3 separate regions of the Mus musculus genome follow, and all the other regions are linked to region 3. The links are chromatin contacts, called in public ChIA-PET and HiChIP or PLAC-seq maps. All regions are on one chromosome and are shown on one strand. The core of a region is the stretch at or near the end of the contact, and the rest is flanking DNA. Distances in the headings are between cores, read along the strand shown.

What was found. ChIA-PET counts read pairs in DNA pulled down with a chosen protein or histone mark. HiChIP or PLAC-seq counts read pairs in DNA pulled down with a chosen protein or histone mark.
Region 1: a contact with region 3 is called in an H3K4me3 HiChIP or PLAC-seq map of bone marrow-derived macrophages, with 2.8 times the contacts expected there. The contact joins the enhancer-like site here to the promoter of Ice2 in region 3. A contact is called at or near these places in 26 of 39 promoter capture datasets (the 3T3-L1 cell line, 3T3-L1-derived adipocytes, the C10 cell line and 16 more), 1 of 15 datasets of contacts at CTCF or cohesin (CD8 T cells), 10 of 484 Hi-C or Micro-C datasets (8-cell embryo, the G1E-ER4 cell line, bone marrow-derived macrophages and 5 more), 26 of 115 datasets of contacts at active chromatin or transcription factors (the HPC-7 cell line, the NIH/3T3 cell line, the SCID.adh cell line and 19 more) and 3 of 9 other capture datasets (adipose tissue, liver and macrophages).
Region 2: a contact with region 3 is called in an RNA polymerase II ChIA-PET map of effector CD8 T cells, with 25 read pairs. The contact joins the enhancer-like site here to the promoter of Ice2 in region 3. A contact is called at or near these places in 4 of 39 promoter capture datasets (the 3T3-L1 cell line, 3T3-L1-derived adipocytes, hippocampal neurons and 1 more), 1 of 484 Hi-C or Micro-C datasets (embryonic stem cells), 5 of 115 datasets of contacts at active chromatin or transcription factors (the SCID.adh cell line, effector CD8 T cells, embryonic stem cells and 2 more) and 1 of 9 other capture datasets (adipose tissue).

Annotation. Positions count from the first base shown.
Region 1 is chr9:69,497,573-69,501,784 of GRCm38.p6, reverse strand. No RefSeq gene overlaps it. Among named protein-coding and RNA genes, the nearest start is that of Mir3109, 43 kb to the right of the region's middle. Within about 2 kb of position 1,959, at least 2 of the 459 cell types and tissues checked have an H3K27ac peak or open chromatin away from gene starts, as enhancers often do. A contact at or near this core is called in bone marrow-derived macrophages, where this site is marked.
Region 2 is chr9:69,298,869-69,303,014 of GRCm38.p6, reverse strand. The region is part of intron 2 of Rora (RAR-related orphan receptor alpha); the gene reads right to left. Gm46153 (a long non-coding RNA gene) reads left to right here. Exons shown (of 2, transcript XR_001779364.2): 2 at 2,360-2,595. Among named protein-coding and RNA genes, the nearest start is that of Gm46153, 4.6 kb to the left of the region's middle. Within about 2 kb of position 2,519, at least 58 of the 459 cell types and tissues checked have an H3K27ac peak or open chromatin away from gene starts, as enhancers often do. A contact at or near this core is called in the SCID.adh cell line, adipose tissue, effector CD8 T cells and 1 more, where this site is marked.
Region 3 is chr9:69,395,796-69,399,793 of GRCm38.p6, reverse strand. It overlaps Ice2 (interactor of little elongation complex ELL subunit 2), which reads right to left and starts at 1,796. Exons shown (of 16, transcript NM_145618.3): 1 at 1,741-1,796; 2 at 707-848. The coding sequence starts at 747.

The sequences.
Region 1 (4,212 bases), core at 710-3,209, 100 kb before region 3:
CCACAGTAAACTTTGAACCCCCTGGTGGTACCGTCCTAAACATTTATCTGCTCCTTCCCCAGCTCCTTGCTACATCTTAAAACGTTTAAAATCATTTCAATTTGATTTTATGTGCATGAGTGTTTTGCTTGTATGCATGTCTGTGTGCCATGTGAAGGCCATAGGAGGTGTTGGATCTCCTGCAGCAGGAGTTGGAGGTTGACATGTGGGTTCTAGGAACCAAAATTGGGTCCTCTGCCAGAGTAGCCAGTGCTCCTAACCTCAGAGCCATCTCTCCAGCCCCTGCTTCTTGAATTTTATGATTAATTTTGTTTTGTTTTTTTTTGAGACAGGGTCTTCCTATACTGCGCAGGCTGGCCTTCAACTCTTTGGCTGAAGAGCCCAACTTGCCTCAGCCTCCTGAGTGCTTGGGACTGTGGGTCTGCCTCCCTCTGGAGCATATAGTTAGTGTTTAGACAGCTACTTGAAAGTAAATAGGCTTCAGCTGTAATAGGCAAGGGGCCAGGGAAGTTCCTACTATTTACAGTAACAGCCACCCCCACAGCCAGATTTGTTTCTTTGTGGCTAAATTCTCGGTGTCAGAGAGCCATGGTTTGGCTACATGGAAGCAGTGGAAAGGGGCCTGTTGAGGGAGAGCTGGTGATCGTCCTAAACACAGCCACACATCCTAAAATGGCTTTTCGGCTGTATCCAGCAGTCACCTATAAGATTAAAGAGTACTGCTTCATAAGCTTATGCACTATCCAGTGCCACTGTAAACTGTCTTGATTTGCACCCTTTGTGGGAAATGTAGCGCCAAATCTTACCTAGCGAGGAAGTTCCTCTAACACCCATAATGATCAATCTTTTAGAAACTTTTAGAATTATGTTATTATTTTGTGTGTGAGTGTTTTACCTTCATGTATGCTTGTGCACCATGTGCATGCTTGGTACCCAAGGAGTCCAAAAGAGGCTGCGAACGCCCCTGGACCTAGAGAACCATGTGATGCTGGGAATGCAACCCCACTTTTAACCACTTTTAACCACTTTTAACCACTGACCCATCGCCCAAGCCCAGTGATTTTTGTTGTTTGCTTGATTTCATTTGGAATTGCTATGCATCCATTTGTCTAAGAATTTCATAAATTCATTGTTTTTAATAGCTGCGTAGTACTCCATTGTGGATGCCTACGAGTGCTTGCTGACAGGAGCCTGATATAGCTGTCTCCTGAGAGGCTCTGCCAGTGCCTGACAAATACAGAAGTGGATGCTCACAGCCATCCACTGGATGGAGCACAGGGTCCCTAATGAAGGAGCTAGAGAAAGGACCCAAGGAGCTGAAGGGGTTTGCAGCCCCATAGGAGGAACATCAATATGAACTAACCAGTATCTCAGACCTCCCTGGGACTAAACCACCAACCAAAGAAAACACATGGTGGGACTCATAGCTCTAGCTGTATATGTAGCAGATGATGGCCTAGTAGGTCATCAATGGGAGGAGAGGCCCTTGGTCCTGTGAAGATTCTATGCCCTAGTATAGGGGAATGCCAGGACCAAGAAGTGGGAGTGGGTGGGTTGGCGAGCAGGGGGTGGAGGGGGAGCGGATAGAGGATTTTCAGAGGGGAAACTAGGAAAGGGGATAACATTTGCAATGTAAATAAAGAAAATATCTAATAAAAAAGAAAGAAAAAAAGAAATTGCTATGCAAACATGCCTTTGGGCATATCTGCCATGAATACTCTAGATTAAGTTCATTGAAGTAGGTGGCACTCTAAAATTTGGGTGGCACCATTCCCTAGGCTGGAACATTCTACTGACTAGGAAAAATCGAGCTGAGCACCAGCATTCACATTTGCTGTCTCTCTTTCTGTCTCTTCCTCTCTGTGTCTCTCTGTTGCCAGCTGCCCCACACTCCTGCCAGTGTGCCATCCCACAATCCCCTGTTCTTTTAACTTCTATATTTGTCACAGCAGTGACTGAAGTAACTAAATTCAACAGTTCAGCCATTGAGTGATACACGGCTATACAAAGCAAATTACTTCATTGTGGTTTTAGGAGGCCAAGAAAGCCCTCTTGTACCCTGACCTTCCTCTATTTCTTCATATCCCATTAATTAAAGACTGTGCTTTCACTAGAGTTTCAAAATAAGGCCAACCATGTAAATTTGCCTCTGGGAAAGGTGTTCAGCTATGTGATGGTTAATTTTAATCATCAACTGATACAACCTAAAATCATCTGGGGAAGAGAGTCTCAGTAAGACATTATATGCAAGGGTCTGTGGGTATGTCTGTTATGGAATTTCACTAATTTCACTAATCAGTGTGGGAAGACCCAGCCCACTCTGGGAAGCATCATCCCCTAGGTAGATGGTTTCAGAACAGTGTAAAAGTAGAGAAAGCAAGCAGAGAACGAATGACCAAGTGAGTAGGCATGTGTACATCCATTGCTCTCTGCTCTCAACTCAGCATGACATGATTATCATTTTGAAGTTCCTGTCTTGATTTCCTAACCACGTTGGCCTATAACCTGGAGTTGTATGGTTGAATAAAACCCTTTTATCCCTTACTTGCTTTTCATCTGGGTATTTTATCACTGCAACACCAATGAAACTAGAATAGAGCATCCAACACAAACCAAACCAAAAGCAGATAGTAGTGGTGTTGGTATTTGTTCTTTGTTTTAGAACCAGGGATCAAACCTAGGTCCTTATAAACCTTTGGCAAGTGATCTACCTCAGGGACATAATCCCAGCTCCTTCTCTTCTTATTGGTTTTTGAGACAGAGTCTCAGTATAGTGCAGGCTATCCTGGAGATGTGTATATACACATATACATCATATACATATATACATAAATACCTATATCTATATATGCTTACACAGCATCCTGATGACCCCAGAAGGAGAGCATCCAGGAAGTAGGTTGAGAGGCCTCACATCCACTCCTGATGATGCCCCCCAGTTTTGCTCAGAACTGAATGCAGCAGAAGGCTCTCCACACCCATGTGCACCACCGTCAGGATACCCATACAGAGTGGCTGCTGGCTTACTCACACCTCTCACTCTAGTGTGAAGAACTGAGCTACACATTCTGATTAGGAACGCATGGCGTGGACTGGCACGAATGCAAAAGAGGGCATTAGAGGGGACGAGTGGGCTTCTCTCACACACAGGAAACCTGCTGACACAAAGGATGCTTCAGTCTTTCCACAGAAAGCTAATTGAATGCACAAATGTAATATTTTTTTCCTGGGTACCTCCAACTTAACACCCAACGAGATGGCATCTTTCACATATATTTACAAAAGCCTTTCTTCACCCAGCAACATCGGTTCAGATTGCTTATAGATGCTGAGATAGCAAGTCACCCTTCTAACGCAATGAGATAAGTCATCTCTATAAACTTTGCTTACTCAAACGTACGGGAGTGAAAGAAATCAGGCCTCAGGCTTTTCTCAATAAATAGAATGAACAGTTAGGACTTGGTGGCTGCAGCGTGTTCTGCCTCATTGCTAGGAGATGTTTCAATTTCTCCCTTTCCTCTTCCCCTTTCTCTCTCTTCCCCTTCAGTGTGTCCCTCCCCACCCCTCCCTGTTTCTCCCTGGCACCAGAGTTTTCATCTCAATCATCGATAGAAAAAGGAGGCAAAGAAACAAGCCACTTATCAAGCCCTGAGGAGAAGTCTAGACGCTGGCGTCCTTGGAAGGCTCAAGATTGATCTAAAGGATTTTTGTCCTCAAATCATTTTTCTTGCTAAATGTAACTAGCTACTTTGTAAGCCTGGTTTCCCCTGCTTTAGCTCTGGCTACTAATAATTTGCATGCTGGAAACGTCATCTTCTGAGGAAGATTCTTACACATCATCATTTCTCCACTGTCCAGTAATCAAGCCAAGGGGATATGGGACCTTTGGGGTCTTCCCTTCAGCTTCCAATTAAGATTTCCCTCTTTTTATTTATCTTATTATTTTATTTAATTTTTAGCCCAGGCTTGCCTTCATCTCCATGAAGCTGGGGATAATCTTGGACTTCCAATTCCCCTGTTCCTACCTCCTAAGTGCTGGCATAATAGATGCACAACCATGCCCAATGTCGGAATTACTAGGAATCAAGCCCGGGGCTTCATGCATGCTCCAGCAATCACCTACCAGCTGATGCCCATCCCTTGCCTTGGTTTCTTGCTTCTTAATATGAAAGCCTACTTCCAAAACAAAACAAACAAACAAACAAACAACAA
Region 2 (4,146 bases), core at 1,270-3,769, 98 kb after region 3:
AGAGCCCAGAGAAGGCTGCTTTGTATTTATTAATGACTGCACTGGGCACTACTTACTATTTTTCAATAGCATTTAAAAATGAGTAAATTACTGAAGCTCAACTATAAAAGAATCTCACATTTCAAAGGCAAGGGGGTGGGGGGAGAGAAAGAGCGTATCATTTCAAACCATCCCTAATACTTGCATGGCTGGTTTTATTTTCAATGTAATATTCAAGGGGTGTGTGTGTGTGTCTTCAGCTCCTGACTCTTGTTCTAAGCTCAGCATTTTGGAATATACATGACATGAGTTGGGGAACAGGGACATAGACCCGGTGATTAATTAAGAGCTGGTTTAACAGGTCTAAATTTCATTCTCTCTCTCTCTCTCTCTCTCTCTCACACACACACACACACACACACATACACACACCTGTTAAGTACCACATGTCTGATTCAGCAAGACTCCACCCACAAGGTTAATGAGAGAGTGAGAGAGAGAGAGAAGGAGAGGAGGAGGAGGAGGAGGAGGAGGAGGAGGAGGAGGAGGAGGAGGAGGAGGAGGAGGAGGAGAGAAGAGAGATTGCAAACCGAGGTCCCAAATTATGTTGTCAAGGGTAATTCACCAACCAACTACAAGCTCACCCAGTTTAAACTGTCCTATTTGGTGGGGGATTTCATGTGGCATATTAGGTGAAGTTTGAGATGCCCACCTTGGTACCGAGTTTGCTGCCTGAAGGAAGAGGATCCGATCTCTCCTGTGAGGAATCTTTCCTAAGTAAATGGCAAGTGGTAGGAGGGAAATTGGTTCTCATTTGCCCTGCCTTAGGAAGTGAGGAACTGCAAGCCACATCCCCCCACCCCCCACTCCCCTAAAGGATCTGGCCATGAGGTAAAGCATTCCTCCCTTTGTCTTAAGCTCCCCTTTGATGTGCAAGTCACTGGTGGAGTAAACCGTGATGACTTTGATGTTGAACTTGGAGACTTTATTGTTACTAGCATGCCTATAAGGAGAGCCGCCAGTCACTTCTCACATCTGAACAACCATGTTCCTTTACAGCCCCTTTTTTACAAGCATCAAATCCTTAAATACATGTTTTCCCATTCCTGTTGATTACTATGCTATCTGTGGTGGGGGAGGGCTGTGCTCCAATGTAATTGCAGCACCCACGTTTTCTGTAAACACCCCGAGGCGAGGCATCGTCAGATGGCTGGTAACCAAACTCCCTCAACAAGAGAAGCTTAACTGCAAAACAAATTTCTAGCAAATAAAAACATCCCGAGAAACTCTCTGAGCCATTTTAGTAGTCAAAAGGAGGAGTTTGGTCAGTATTTCTCCTAAGCAACCATTTGAAACGACACAGAAACTGTAAAAGAGTTGGCGGCGGCGGCAGGGGCCTGCGGAGAGGCTGCCAAAAGTTTGAACCATCTTAACTCATTGTAACAACTTTGTTTCTCTGCAGTGGTGGAAACAGGAAACTTCTGTTAAGACGATTCTGCTGGATAGAAGCCTGGCTTTCCCTTTAAATTTCTACCCAACCAGAAACAGGCAATGTGCTCAGTCTTTAAAGGAGCTGTTGAAGATACAACTCTAATTTCACGTGCTGACTCCCATCAGATTTTTCTTTCCAAACTTTGTTTAATCACTTCTGGAAATGTCAAATATCATCCCCTCACCCCAACCCTCACTTACATCACAGGAAACTGGTGTCTAACAGACCCTTCTCCTTCGATCAACATTGTAATAAAACTCAAGTTCTTTTGGATTTCTGGCTTCAGATGAAGTAGGGACAGATCTCCATGTTTCCTTCTGGTTCTGTTTGCTGTTGTTGTTTTGTTTGTTTGTTTGTTTGTTTTTAAGCAGGTGGCCCAGGAGGCACAGCATTTCTGCCTGCTAATCACTGGGGAGAAATGGGGGGGTGTACTACATCTCTTAGGGATCTGGGGCTTTAGTGTGCCGTTGGGAATACAATCACGGTGGAATACAGTGGTTTAGGCTGTTTGGTGGTCTTCATTTTTCAGTTAATACCCCACTCCTAGGTTTCAACTCAACCATCAAAAATGGAAAAGGCTTTGGGCTAGAACTTGATAAAGCAGGGCTGTAATTTGCCAGAACTAAGTTTAGGCATATTTGTTAATATTAATGAAAGCCTTCTTGTTTTAAAATGTATTTAAATAGCTGGCATTAGTAATTACCTCTTTCTACCTTAGAATTTTCACTTCCAAAAGGAGCTGGTTAGCCGACTGAAGTATCTTAAGCAGTTATAGTTGGGGACAGGGAGTAAAGAAGTCAGCAGGCTTCTGTGTGCCTTTCCTACATCTTGAACGAGAGACCCCAGCCCACCTTTCAACTGTAACGGAAACATTTTTTTTTCTTATAGAAACATGAACTCTGGAAAAGACCTTGGCAGCTGTCAATCACAACCTTCTAATTTTACAAACAGGGCAAGAAGGCAAGCGAAGAAAACCTGCCAGTTACCATGCAGCAGATCCAGACTAGAGCCCATGCCTTCATCCGCTTCCCTCCACACGCAGGCTGGGGCTTTCCACTCCTCAACACCGTGTGGCAACTGGGGGCCCAGATGACTCATGCATCAAATAAAGGTGTTGAACTTAAGCGATTTCTCAATCAGAATCATCTATGCAGCTTACAATTTACCAGCACATGCGATCCACCAAGGCCATCAGACCAAAATCACCAGAATCTCAAATAGAACACGCACACACAAATACACATATATTGTTTAAAATTTGACTTTTAAGTACATGTCTGTGTGTGTGTGTGTGTGTGTGTGTGTGTGTGTGTGTGTATGTGTGTGGGGGGTATGTGCACATGAGTACAGGAGGCCAGTAGAGCGTGTTGGATTGGGTTGATTGGCCTGGCATGAGCACTGTGACTAAAACTCAGGTCCTCTGTAAGCAGTGTGAAGTTTTAAAAGCTCCAGCTCTCTAATCCCTAAGAGCCTGTATACCTTGAAAGTTCCATCCTGTCTAATATACTGACAATACTGGGTGCTGAGAGACCAGAGAGCCTCTGAGATCCGTTCTAGGCCTGCTGCAGGGCGTTTAGCAAGGTTTGGGGAAAGCCTGTGACTGAGCTCTCTTTTTGCTCATCCACCAAGCCATCCTACTTCTGTCAGACTGGTTGTGCTGCTGGAGTTACCTATATGAAGGCAGCTGGCATGTTTACTCAAACATTACCCACCACAGCATACACTCACCAAGGACACAGACTACATATGTCATGGTCACCACTGTCTGAGTAGCCCACAGCATTGAAGCTGCCCCAAGCAATGGGGTAGGTATATTGCACAACCACCTCCCAGGGCCAGAGTCAGTTGGAGTGTTGTCTGCCTCCACACCACTCAGAGTCCAACTTTACTGGCGTTTCCAGATGAAAACTCACTCTACACAAAAGGCAGGGTGTCTGGTTATTGGAATCAGAGACAGGGTGTCTGGTCATTTGGAGTAGGAGGTAGGATGTCTGGTCATTAACCCCACTCCCCCAGCTTGGCCACTGCAGACACACTGAGAGGATGCTTAGGCCGGAGAAAGGCCCTTTTGTTCATAGGAAGTGCTGAGGAAGAGCTTAGGAGTAGGGAATCTTTACTTTGTTGCTGAAAAAAATAACATTAAATTAAAAAAAAAAAGATAGAAAAGGTAACACAGGAAAGACATTGCTGTTTCCATTAGAGTTGGCTGGACTCTGTGGCCAACTCCCCCACCTGCTCTGGGAGATTCAGTTCCCACATACAGGTCTGGAGTCAATGTTGCAAACAGAGGCCAGAACTCCAGACAGTGTCATTCAGGAAAAGGAGTAGAGAGCTTTGCCATTATCATAAGCGCCCTTATTGGACTGCCTAGACTGCCTCAGGACCCTCTCCTGTTTAGGTCACGTGGGGTTAAGAGATCTGGGGGTAACATTCCACCCACTTCCTCCTTCATGCTAGTGTTTAGCAAGGCCACAGAAAACGATTCCAAGTGTGGCTGTTACTGAAGTGATGACAGAAATCCCTTACATTGGGTTCCCATCTCTATTTCTCTTCAGAGGACCCCGAGGAAGCCTGTGTTTACCCTAAGATCATTCACTGTTGGAGCTTCGCTTTAGACCTCAGTTAGGAGGCCAGAATAGGGCTTTCCAAACTGATCTAACCCTCACGACCATCAA
Region 3 (3,998 bases), core at 547-3,046:
TCATGAGAATACCTAGTTCTAGTACTAGGAAGAATTGTAAATGATTCAGTACAGGTTGGACATGGTGGAACACACCTTTAATCCAGCACTCAGGATGCTGAGGCAGGTGGATCTCTCTGAGTACAAGGCCAGACTGATCTCCATAGTGAGCTCCAGGTAAGCCTGGAGACCAGAGAGACCCAGCCCCCACCCCACCCCAAAATATCCCATTATAATTGAGACTGATACGTTATGGTCAATGTTACTTGAGTGAAGGAATTAAACTGAAATATTGACAACAATTCGAGCACTTCTCCACAAGAAAACTGTAATAATGATATAAAATTATAACTAAGAACTTGAGTGTTAGGTTGTCATTTTAGGAATTGAAATCTTTCCAGCTAGGGGGCTGGAGAGATGGCTCAGCAAATGTCCTGAGTTCGAATCCCAGCAACCACATGGTGGCTCACAACCATCTGTAATGGGATCTGATGCCCTCTTCTGGTGTGTCTGCAGACAGCTACAGTGTACTCATATACATAATAAAAAAAATCTTTAAAAATCAGTCAGCTATAACTCAACAAACTTGGTATATGAACAGGGTAATTTCTGAGACCCTGGTGGCTAAAAATTATAAAATCTCTCCAGGCCAGAAATCTCCTTTCCTATGATACCCACCATCCCCAGCTTGTTCCTTCACAGTGGATCAGGAAGAGGACCAACTCACCAGTTCAGCCTTGGTTCACTCATGGTTATGCTAGAGCTCATCTTCCTAGAATTCTCCTTCACTCTAGCCCACAATTATTTCAGCTGGGCAGTGAAGGCTCCCAGAGAGTGAGGGTCGGATCCTTCCTAGAGTCTACAGTTAACTGAAGACAAACAAAAGGTCAAGATCAAACCTATATCACCTTGGGTCATAAAAAGCCTTTGCTTGATTAGCATCTACCTCAAGTGACTAAAACACACAGGCAGGCAGAACGATTCTTTGTAGCAAAGATCCGTTCCCTTTAACTTATGCAAGGAGTGTTAGCCTCAACATTAGCTGAGTTAGTAAGACCCCAAACCAGAAGGGTGCCCTGTGTTCTCGCATTGTTTACATTATGGCAGGGCTGTCTTCCCTTCCCCTCACTCCCTTACCACCAATACAAATCGTGTTTCCATTTCCTCTAGTTATATACAGCTATGGAGGCGGTCTATGACATGCGATGCACACAGAAAAGGCTCTCTGGATCCCAGGGACCGTGTCCTTTTCAAAGAGAACTTTGCACTTGTGACACTCAGGTGCGAGCAACTCCAGAAAACAATTCACAGGCACCTTTAAAGGTGTCATCGGAATTAACGCTGTAGCTTGACTTCTTCACTCACGCTGGGTGTCTGTCCCTGTCATCCCGTGCGGCCTTGAGATACTTAGGAGTCCAATGCAGGAACTGGCCTCTGGGTCCCTATGGGGTCTCAGGGGCGTCCCTCTCCGCCTACCACCTACCTCTCCTTTCCCCTGAGTGTGGGGCTGAGGGGGAGGGGAGGGAACTACAGAGAAGCAAAGGGAGACAAAAGTATCGGGGAAGGAGAGGGGTCGAATGAGGAAAGCCTTAGGGCCTGTGAGGGAAGCCGCCGAGGAAGACACGTGAGGGAAGCCGCCGAGGAAGGCCTGTGAGCAAAGTCCGGTGAGGCGCTGCCTCAGACCCGCGTCGCCATGTTCCCTCTCCCGCCCCTCGCGTTCCCGACGAGCCGGAGTCGGCGCGCAGCCGCCTTTCCGCCCACCTCAGGGTCCCAAGCGGCTCTGGCCCCCGAGAAAAGCCGACGCTTCCACACACGTTTTGTGCTGAACTCACTGCTGCCCGCCTACGAAGGCCTCATTTAAAAGCCCCGAGGGCGCCCGCACGGCCGCGCGTGATGACGTCACGCGAGCGCCGCGGGACGGGCCTGCGCGCGAATGCAAAGGGAGGACTGGCCACAGTGTTAAGGGACCAGGTAGACCCAGGCTGTAACTTCAGGCTTCCCTCATTCTGATCCTGACTCGTCAGTAGTTTTTATGTGTGTGCTTGATTGTCTGTCTGTCTGTCTGTCTTAGAAATAGTGTCTCAAGTAGGGCAGGTTCACTTTAAATATCCTATGTACTCCAGCCAAGGCTAACCTTGAACTTCTCATCCTTATGACCCCCACATCCTGAGTGTTGGGATTACAGACATGCACTACCACCACACCCCATGTATACGGTGTTGGAAAGGGAACCTAATCTTTCAGGATGACAGGCAAGCACCCTACCAAGTTACATATTCAGCCCCTATCATCAATTTTTATTACATACAGATAAGGGTTTTGGAAAGGTCTAAATAAGACAAAGAATGAAGCTATATTTAGCGCACTACTCAACACATACTAGGCTCTCATTACACCCAAAATCTCCACTCCACTCTCTTTTTCATTTTAGAGATAGGCCAATGTCTGCTAGTGGGCCTTCGAGTCTCTCACGCTATTCTTGCAGCAATTCATTAAAAAGAGATGGATTAAGCACAAATATTTTCTGTTTGGTGTTGAGTGCAAGAAGGACCAAAACTAAAACCGGCTTTTCCAGAACTTCTGATTTTTGGGACTCTAAGTCATCGTGTGTAAACGGATCAAAAAAGAGAGTGACGAGCCACTTTAAGTGTTACTGGGGCTGGAGAAAAGGCTTGGTAGTTAAGACTGTTTGCTGCTGTTCTTCCAGAGGACTCAAGTTCAGTCCTCAGCACCCACATGAGGTGGCTCACAAACATTTGTTATCCAGCTCCTGAGGATTTGGTACCTACCCGCTGCCCTCCTACCTGCTGCCCTCCGAGAGTACCCAAACACATGTGGTACACACATGGAGACATTTAAATAAAAATAAATCTTTTAAGACAAGATGTTGTGGCTAGAACCATAAATGATGACCCCCTTTTAAGCTGGGTGTGGTGGCGCACGCCTTTAATCCCAGCACTCGGGAAGCAGAGACAGGCAGATTTCTGAGTTCGAGGCCAGCCTGGTCTACAGAGTGAGTTCCAGGATAGCCAGAGCTACACAGAGAAACCCTGTCTCGAAAATAAATAAATAAATATTTAAAAATAAAAATAAATAAATAATAAATAAATAAATATTCCCCTTTCAAGTTTACTCATCTTAATCTTCCCTCTTTCACTTGCTTGAAATATCTGATTCTCTTCTATATGTCTTTTGTGTATTTTCTAGTAACATTACTGTTTTAACACACCCATGATGTTATCTTTCTTTCACTTCTGAGTCCCCCATGAAGTATCCATTGTAAGGTAAGGTTGGTAGTCCCCAGTTTCCTCAGTTTTTGCTTATCTTGGAAGATCTTTGTTTCCCCCTCATTTCTGAAGAATAGCTCTGCTGAGTATAGTGATCCTGATTGGCAGTTGTTTTCTTTCCTGACTTGAAATATGTCATTCTGTGCTTTCCTTGCCTGTAGGGCTTTTACTGAGAAATTTCCTCTTACTCTAATGGGGCTTCTATTAAATGTGATTTAGTGCTTTGCAGATTTTACAGTTCTTTTCTATCACGTATTTAGCTGTTATCTTGCTGCTGTTCTGGGGATTTAACCCCGAGCTTTAAGTATGCTAACCAGGCATTAGCGCTGAGCTGTAGCCCCAGTGCTGCCCTATCCTCTTGACAGTGTGGTTATGTAATGGTGATGGTTCTTTCTGCTCATGTCTTTTCTGGGGATCCAGAGGTCTCCGGTTTATGAGTGTCCAATACCTTTCTGAAGCTAGGGAAGCTTTCTGTTAGCATTTCATTTAATGACTGTTCTACACATTTAAACTTTATTCTCTTGACCTGGGTATGGCAGTGATAGAAATGTTTGTCCCCCATTCAATGCTGTCTCCCAAAATCTTGAATGTCCTTTTTTTTCTCTTTTGTTCTGAATTTGATAGTTTGAAAGGTATGCCTTTAAGTTCTCACAGTCTCTCTTCCACTTGATGTGCTCTGTAGTTGAGGCTTTCACGTGAATTTTCTAAAAGATATTTATTTTTAAAATAAAT